3 separate regions of the Mus musculus genome follow, and all the other regions are linked to region 1. The links are chromatin contacts, called in public Hi-C maps. All regions are on one chromosome and are shown on one strand. The core of a region is the stretch at or near the end of the contact, and the rest is flanking DNA. Distances in the headings are between cores, read along the strand shown. Region 1 overlaps Opcml (opioid binding protein/cell adhesion molecule-like). Region 2 overlaps Opcml (opioid binding protein/cell adhesion molecule-like). Region 3 overlaps Opcml (opioid binding protein/cell adhesion molecule-like).

Region 1 (2,700 bases), core at 101-2,600:
ATTGCCATCCTAATCTTCATTAACTCTCCATGTTCTGAAACCTCACCAGATCTATGAGTACTGGTGGTCTGGGGTGTTGCTATTTGTTAGAAATGGATGCAGAAGGGAAATTGTGTCTATCTTTGCTTGAGGAGTGTTGATACTCTCAGCCTTTCTCTGGGCTGGCTTAGAAATCTGGGGCCTGTAAGGCAAGGTTCTCTCCTGGACTGAGTGTTTTTTTACAAAGCCTAGATTTGTTCAGAGGCTCAGAAATGATTCATCTTAAGATGAAATAGGCTCAACATGCTAGAAAACATGTTAGGCAAGCATGAGAATATGAGTTCGGATCCCAGCAGGGACATAAAAATGCATGCATGTAATCATTGCACTGGAGAGGAGAAGGGGGGGTGCCTGGAGCTTAATGGCCAGTCCTTGCTGAGTCAGCACTCTCCAGATTCAGTAAAATGTTCTGTCTCAAAAGATAAAGTAGAGAAAATTGAGGAGGATATTGAGGCCTCCATACACATGTATATATCAATATATGTGCATTCACATGCACCAAATCCCCAACACCCCTACACATACATACACCTACATGAAGCAGAGATAGAGAGAAATATGAAATATGAAATATGAAATTCATACATAGGGGACTTCACAAAAGGCTTCTGTAATTTTTATATATACAAATGGCTTTGGGTATTTTAATGTGGATCCTGTTTTGGGGAGACAAGCTGTTATCTGAAAGGAAATCTAGTTTTCTGCCCACTCCATTCTTATTGGGCCCCTGTTAGCTCGGGCACTGGCCACATTATGCACTAACCGTGTCTCAATTGATCTTTGCATCTACTTGACAAACTATGCATCATCTTCGTATCTTACAAATAAAGAAACCAAGGCTTAGATTGAAACTGTGCTAGACGATAGAGCTAGTAAGTGTTTTAAATTCCCTTCGCTGCATTTATTCATTTGGGTTAAGCTTTTGGCACTGGAGAGAAAGCTATCAAAATACAAATAGTCAACAAGGCACTTTGCATGCATTATCTCTTTTGATTATTCTTTACAAAATCCCTGGAAGACAGAGCAGAAAGTCACCACTCTATAAAGCAAGAAATGGAGATCCAGGGAGTCAGGAGTGCTTTGAATGAATTAGGCTGGCAGGGAAGTGGCTACGAACCTCTTAATGAATGTATTTTTTTGCTATGTAACCCCCAGAATTGTGTCCCTCTGCCACACTGCTAATTCGGAGTGAAGTGAATGGGCAGGAAAATGCTGCCCTTTAAGAGAAAGACAAGTTCTAAAGAAGCTAAGAAGAAATGCAGATGCTGATGAGAAATTTCTGGGCTGGGAGCTACAGGCACCTGGGAGGAGGGTTTACAGCAGGATGATGCAGACAGAGCCACATGGTGCACAAGATTTTTCAGAGACAAAACCACTTCCAACTCTTCTTTGTACCAAATCTTTTCTCTGTGATTTCCCCCTCTCCTCCCAAATATTACCAAGTCATTTGAATTAACGTGTATAATTATGAGCTTAAAGAAAAGCAAGCAGTCAACCTGAAATACATTTAATTTATTCAGCCTCTATTTTAAATTATAATCACACTTGTTCTTCACAGAAGCAAGGTGGAAAAGTAGAAAAGAACAAGCCTGGGCATGAGAAAATGTACTCCCTAGCCTAAGCTTGGCTCCTGAGTCTTTAGGACATTGCCTTCCAGGTTTCTTATCCTGGGATGAACAGCATGCAGTAAAACTGATTTTCTGTGTGCAGCACGCGCACTTTAATCCTCTCTGTAGGGGCTGGTGAGATGGCTCAGTGAGTAAAAGCGCCTGCTGCCAGGCGTGATGACCCTACATGTTGCAGGGAGAGAGAACTGATTTCTCACAAATTGTCATTTGTTGTCCACACTAATGTGCCATGGCCTACTCCATACACAAGTATACACAGACACACAAACATGAAGAAATAAACAAAGTAGTTAATAAAATCCTCTGTGCACACTTGTCCATGCGTCTCTCTCTTCCTTACTTTCATGCTTCCCCCTTCCTGTCCCCCTTCCTCTCTCCATGTGCTCTTATATCCCATTTTGACACATGGTTCTGAGCCAGGAACTATAAGCAGCATCTATGCATCTGTGCCCATGAATCACACAAGATAATGGATCCCTACCACAAAACACTTCCCTGGTTTTGACATGGAGGTGAGGGTGGACTGGACTCAAATGCTCCTTTCTGATAATTCTATCTTATGATTCTTTAGTAAAATTTCTCAACGGAAGGTTATTTTTTTTTCTTGGATTGTCTGTCTCTTTTAATTTTACCCACTGATGGGGCAATCAGAAAGTTTGCTCACAAACCTTTGTTGGTTTATAGTTTATTTGGACAAAGAATTTAGGGATCCCTTGATAGCATCATTAGTGGGGACACTGAGTATTATCCATCATTTTCATTGGAAAAGTTTTTGTTTTTGTTTTTAAATCTCTCTTTCCTGGTTCCTCTCTGAAAAAAACACATAAAATTGTTTTATTTGTGCTTATATATGTACATATGTATGTATGTATGTAGGTATATATTTATGTATGTCTTTGTATCTATCTATCTATCTATCTATCTATCTATCTATCTATCTATCTATCATCTATCTATCTATCTATCTTCTATCATTTATTTATCTATCATCTATCATTTATCTATTTATCTCTCTATCATCATCTATATATCA
Region 2 (2,700 bases), core at 70-2,569, 280 kb before region 1:
TACCCTTGGATTTTTCTTCCAGGCCAGGAGGATGTGATGACACAGGATCGCCCTCAGCTAACCATCTGTGATGGCAGCGTGTGTTGGGGCTATTTCACAATTGAAGGCTTTAGATTTCCTGTGCCAGGGCACGACTTTTTATGAGTCTTAGGAAGACACAGCCCCTCAGTCTAACCCTGTGCGGTGCACTTGGGCCCTGATGCAAATTATGAGGCCTTTGTGTTTTTATGGGCTGGGACCAAGAAGAGCAAGCATGTAGCTTTTATGCACCGACATCATTCCTGTGTGAGAAGCACAATAGGGAAGCTTTTTGTTTTAGCTTAATGAGTTACAGAGAATCACTTCCATGCTCCAGGCAGAGGGGTGGAGATGCTTGGAATATGAACCTTTGGGGACTGGGCCTGCTGCAGCAGAGACTTTAATAAAAATGCAGCCACCACTTTCCACGAGCTCAGCAGATATCATCTTTTATCCCTTTAATGAGGCAGTTCTGGTCCTAGGAGACAGATTCAGGGACATCCCAGCTTAAGTATGTCTCAGTGTACACAGGGTGAATGTGTTTGCCCTGCCTATGACTTTGATGGTTATAGTGAAAATAAAATATTCTGACCCAGATTCTGCAGCCAGAATGCCTGGCTTCTACAAGGAGATATTGAGGGTGGGATTTCCTTCTTCCTGTTCTCTGTGCTTTTCCTTGTGGAGTCCTTCCAACACACACAGATATCTCCCAGAGGAAGAAATCTTTTCACATGAACCCTAGGGTTAAATTTGGATCCCTTCTGCCTTGGGAGGTTCGTAGGTAAATCATCTTTTCAGCTAGTGAAAGATCCCAAAGTCCTGTCTTCTTGACCTGCATGGTCCTAAAGACAGCATGAGTTACAAGTGCTTCTCATCTTTTGAGCACCCCTTAGCTTGTAGTGGATGAGAGTGCCTTATCCTTATTGTGTTGCTTCAAGGAAAGTTCCAGGTCTGCTCTTTGAGGTATGATTTGTGGGACTTCACTTTTGCAGGGGACTGGTGGTTCAAAGGTGCCAAAAGCATCTAACCGCAGTGTATGTGAACCCAGGAAATGTGGATAGTAGTAGTAGTGGCAAAAGAGTTTCAACACTGCCAAATACCTCTTGTTCTTTCAGTCTTTTGTTAGAGGCAATGAATTGTTTCATAAACAAGGGGGATATCACTAATAAATTTACAAATTCTGCTGTCCTCCTCCTTCCTGTCCCTGAAAATTAAATAAAAAACTTAGAAACTTGAGCTTCTGCCTTCTGGGTGCAGTAAGACAGTTCTACCAGCAGAGGGCGAGCTTCAAGCTTCAATCTCTCTCTCTCTCTCTCTCTCTCTCTCTCTCTCTCTCTTATTAGCTACTGGCCTGTTTTCATGATCTTCAATTCTAATGTTTAACAGCTGGGCTTGGTAATGGGAAAGGGGAATAAAAAAGGAAAAGCTGAATGGTTGCTTTTCATGCTTTGTGGAAACAACAATGTGTATGTTCAACTATGACTGCTGCTGCTTACCTGACCGTTGTGGTAGCTGACTTTTAAAAGTCAGCACAAGCCATGTTGATTTTGTCTCTCTTCTCTCTTCTGCCCCTTTCCCCTGCTATAGACAAACCTATCCCTGTGCCCACCTATTACTCTCTGGATCTCCTCTACAGATTTTACCTCGTGTAATCTTCTCTTCCATTGCTCTAATCTTACAAGGTGCCTCCACCGGACACTCTTTTCTTGTTACCTATGGTCTCCTTCACTTCTTCCCACCATCATTAATTCTTACTATTCTCTATGCTAAAATAGCTTGCTACTACCTCAACATTTCTTGAAAGAACATAAACAGTCCATGCAGATTTCTGCAGCTCAGCTTTCAACCTCTCTCTTTTTCCTTGTCTACTAATCTGTTCTATGAGCTGTGTTCCTTTCTTATCAGTAAGACGAGGTACTCAGTTGTTTCACTGAGAGGCCATGTTCTCAGTAAGGGGAAACCCACAGTCTTGGCCTCAGGGAAATCTATCATATGGTTTTTGGTAGTATTTTTGTTTTCTAAAACTTACAATTCATTTTACCTCTTCATTTTTTGCAATACTGGGGATCAAACTCAAGGCCTTATGCATGCTAGATAAGAGTAGTGCTATAGCCTTATAGATTTTCCTATAGCCTTATAGCTCTATGTAAAATGACTTTTATGACTCCTTGAAAGAGTTCATTAGGGGTTTATTTCTTGGGAAGTTAGTGTTCCGAATGTATCAACGAGTTAAATGATACACCTATCAGAATTAGTAAACCCCCTTGAAGGTGTCTGTTCCAGGTCACATGACCTCTTAGTTCCTAAATCCTGAACAAAGTCAGGCAAGGAGCAGAGACCAGAAGGTAAAGCCAAGATATCCTAAGCTTGTGTACACACTCAATTCCCTGTGAAAATTTCCCCAGCTCAGAGAGGACAATTGCTTCCTGTGGGAGATCAGTTTTGTTTTGACAGGCCCTTGATTGTGCTGAGAGACCTTAGGAAGTGACGTGCTACAGCATGCTACAGAAGACTGAAGTTTTCAGTATAGATAAAAACTCATTTTATATAAATGAGGCCATATTATCATCCCTGTAACTATTCATAGGGCTGCTTGGAAAGTAAAAATAATTATTTTAATACTGAGTTATTTTGCCTTTTCGAAGAGAGATGATATGGAAAATGGAGGTGCTATTCTTTATA
Region 3 (2,700 bases), core at 26-2,525, 340 kb before region 1:
GGCCATGGGATCAGGTGATGGGGAAGATTATGCGCTCTTGACAGATCAGTAGCAGACAGAGAGGGAACCAAATATACCCATCAAAGACAACTCTAGATACTTATTTTCTTCAGCTCTGCCCACTGCCCAAAGATCCCCCACATCTTCCACACAGAGCACCTGGCTGGGGACCAACTTCAATACAAAGGCCCACAGGGTATGTTTTATACTCAAGCTTTAATACTCTGTCTGATGGTAGCCCTAAGGTAATTGGCTGAGTTTGCCCCTCCCTGCCCACCCTGCCATGGCGCTCAGCCTCATCCCTGTCCAGAAGCAGCAATGCAGACTGACCATGGACTGAAACCTCTGAGCAGATGAGACAAGAGAAACCTCACTTGTAAGTTACTCCATCAGGCATTTTGTCACAGCAATGAAAAGTCTGGCACCGGCATTGCAATAATAGCATTCTATTCCTAAGGCAGTTCATTAAATGATGCAAAGTGGCAGTATCCAGAGGGCCCTGGACAATCCATGGTTGCTGATATGAAAAGCTCTTCAAATAGCATTCTTGTTTACTTTGATTACACACTAATGGTGTTCACCTGATTATGAACATCTTGCAGACAGAGGTGATGCTGCCCTCATCATGCCAGCACCAAGTCCAAGCCCTGGATTTGGAAGCAGCTTCAACACTTTTAATGTACACTGTATTGAAAGGGCATTGGGCTCACAGGTTACCTCCCAGTCCCCAGACATTCATTTCAACCAGCCCAGACTGCAAACACAGCTTTATACTTGAAAATCCATATCTGGGTCTTTAACCATCAGTGCCCAAAGCAGTTGCTTGTATGTGGGATGGCTGTGTTAAAACAGATCATGTGCACACTTCCCTAGCTGAACTAGGAAAGCTGAGTACTGCCTTGGAGGCAGCTCCTGTCTCTCCCAGCTCCTCCCCTTCTTCTCTTAACTCCTCCTCCGTGCACTCACACTGACCTGGTAGATTCCCAGTCTTTTGGAAGGGCTTGTATTAAAAGTTTCATTAGAGAATCACGCCAGGGGTTTTAAACAGCAGCGATCTAGCTGTAAAGGCTTGGAAGCAGTCCCCGAGTGTGCACCAGGAGTGGGCTGATGGCGGCAGTGCCAGCCACTGCAGCGCACTGGGACTCCCGCCCTGAATCTTATTTACATTGGGACTAACAATAGCTCTGCAGCCTGGCTATAAATAATTTCTGGGGAAGAGTTGTCTAATTAAACGTGCAGCAGTAAGGAAAGTGCTTTAACCACAAGGCTGGTGTCCTAATGAACGTAATCACTGTATGGGGACAGCTTAGGAATCACATCCAGACACCTCCCTGTGGAGGTAGGGAGGTAGAGGGGAAATTCGTAGGAAGAATTTCCAATCAATATTTAATTGTGCATTGTGTTAAACTAGTTTAGGGTCCTCTTTCTCCTTCTCTTTCCTCATATCAAGAGGTAAAAGGGATTTGAAAATGTAGCTTTGTAGCATGGCTTGAGCCTCAGATTCCAGTGAGACAATTGTCTCCAAGTTTTCAATGCATGGCAATTACTAGGATACACAAAAAAATATTAATTAGTAAGTGGCTTGTAAATTCTGATGGGTCCTGCCTTTAAAGAAAAAGAAGTGGGGAGTCGAATTGAAGTTTTATTCTGTCTCTGACCATGTCTGCTCCGGACTTGGTGCCCTTTAGGGCCAGGCAGTGTCCTGTGTCCTTTGGTTTCTCCAGGTCAAGCATTGGGAAGATATGACTATTCCCCCTGGATGAAGGCAATCAACTGTCATCAGTGCAGGGACAGCAGGCTTCTGCTGATATCCGAGCTACTATGAGCAGATCAGCAAGGAAGCCCAGTTCAGCCATACCTGATTCTGCTTCAGTGGAAACAACACTGTGAATTAGCTTGAGGGAAAAGTCTGTAGGATACAGGGTGGTAGTCTTTCCTTGTTATTTACAACACAGTTCTAAGGATAAAGAGGGGACCATGTGAGAAAGAATACCGTGTCATCAGGCTAATGTTTTTAAGTAATATAGGAACCATATATACAAACATCTGCAAGGACATAGTTAGAATATGTATATACAGATATTAGGTAGTTTGATGCCTTTGTGTGTGTGTGTGTGTGTGTGTGTGTGTGTGTATGAGTGAGTTTGCGAGCAAATTTGAGCACACACATGCCTTGGATATAGACTAGCTATTGCATATTGCTATGGTAACCTGCATGCTCTTGAAGACTAGTTTAAAGCATGGAAAGAGAGTATACATGTGTAGAGGTACCCCAGGCCAAGCTGCATAGAAACAGCAGGCCAACACTCACTCCATATACCCCCTGACAGTCAGAGATATAGGCATTAAGTGTGGGCACCTGTGATGAATCAAATTCACCACTGGATGTCAACGTTGCTCTAGCTAATTAGAAGACCTGCAGAAATCCTATTCTCTCTTATACTGGGGGTAGGTTTAATCTATGGAATAAATGTACCAGGGAGGAGGAGGTAAAAGCATCAACCTTCTGAAAGAGTCCACAAAGCAGAATCGGGGAACCAAATTTGGCATTTCTTCTTTCAGCCACCACTGTCCATCTAATAATCTTCTAGTTGCTTTTTCTTTATTACTCGGCTCTCCAATTAACACTCCCAGTTCTACTACATAATATAACCATTCATTTTCCTTATTGTCTAGCACTTACCACCCACATGCACATGC

What was found. Hi-C and Micro-C count contacts between places; a contact is called where the count stands out from the background.
Region 2: a Hi-C map of cerebellar granule neurons shows a contact between it and region 1, with 2.6 times the contacts expected there. The contact joins two enhancer-like sites. A contact is called at or near these places in 7 of 484 Hi-C or Micro-C datasets (the AML12 cell line, brain, cerebellar granule neurons and 2 more) and 4 of 115 datasets of contacts at active chromatin or transcription factors (VIP interneurons, embryonic forebrain, embryonic hindbrain and 1 more).
Region 3: a contact with region 1 is called in a Hi-C map of cerebellar granule neurons, with 2.1 times the contacts expected there. The contact joins two enhancer-like sites. A contact is called at or near these places in 2 of 484 Hi-C or Micro-C datasets (cerebellar granule neurons and cerebellum).

Annotation. Positions count from the first base shown.
Region 1 is chr9:28,680,086-28,682,785 of GRCm38.p6, forward strand. The region is part of intron 3 of Opcml (opioid binding protein/cell adhesion molecule-like); the gene reads left to right. Among named protein-coding and RNA genes, the nearest start is that of Gm39313, 290 kb to the left of the region's middle. Within about 2 kb of position 1,351, at least 7 of the 459 cell types and tissues checked have an H3K27ac peak or open chromatin away from gene starts, as enhancers often do. A contact at or near this core is called in cerebellar granule neurons, where this site is marked.
Region 2 is chr9:28,404,727-28,407,426 of GRCm38.p6, forward strand. All of the region lies in intron 2 of Opcml (opioid binding protein/cell adhesion molecule-like), which reads left to right. Among named protein-coding and RNA genes, the nearest start is that of Gm39313, 9.9 kb to the left of the region's middle. Within about 2 kb of position 1,320, at least 6 of the 459 cell types and tissues checked have an H3K27ac peak or open chromatin away from gene starts, as enhancers often do. A contact at or near this core is called in cerebellar granule neurons, where this site is marked.
Region 3 is chr9:28,335,711-28,338,410 of GRCm38.p6, forward strand. The region is part of intron 1 of Opcml (opioid binding protein/cell adhesion molecule-like); the gene reads left to right. Among named protein-coding and RNA genes, the nearest start is that of Gm39313, 59 kb to the right of the region's middle. Within about 2 kb of position 1,276, at least 36 of the 459 cell types and tissues checked have an H3K27ac peak or open chromatin away from gene starts, as enhancers often do. A contact at or near this core is called in cerebellar granule neurons, where this site is marked.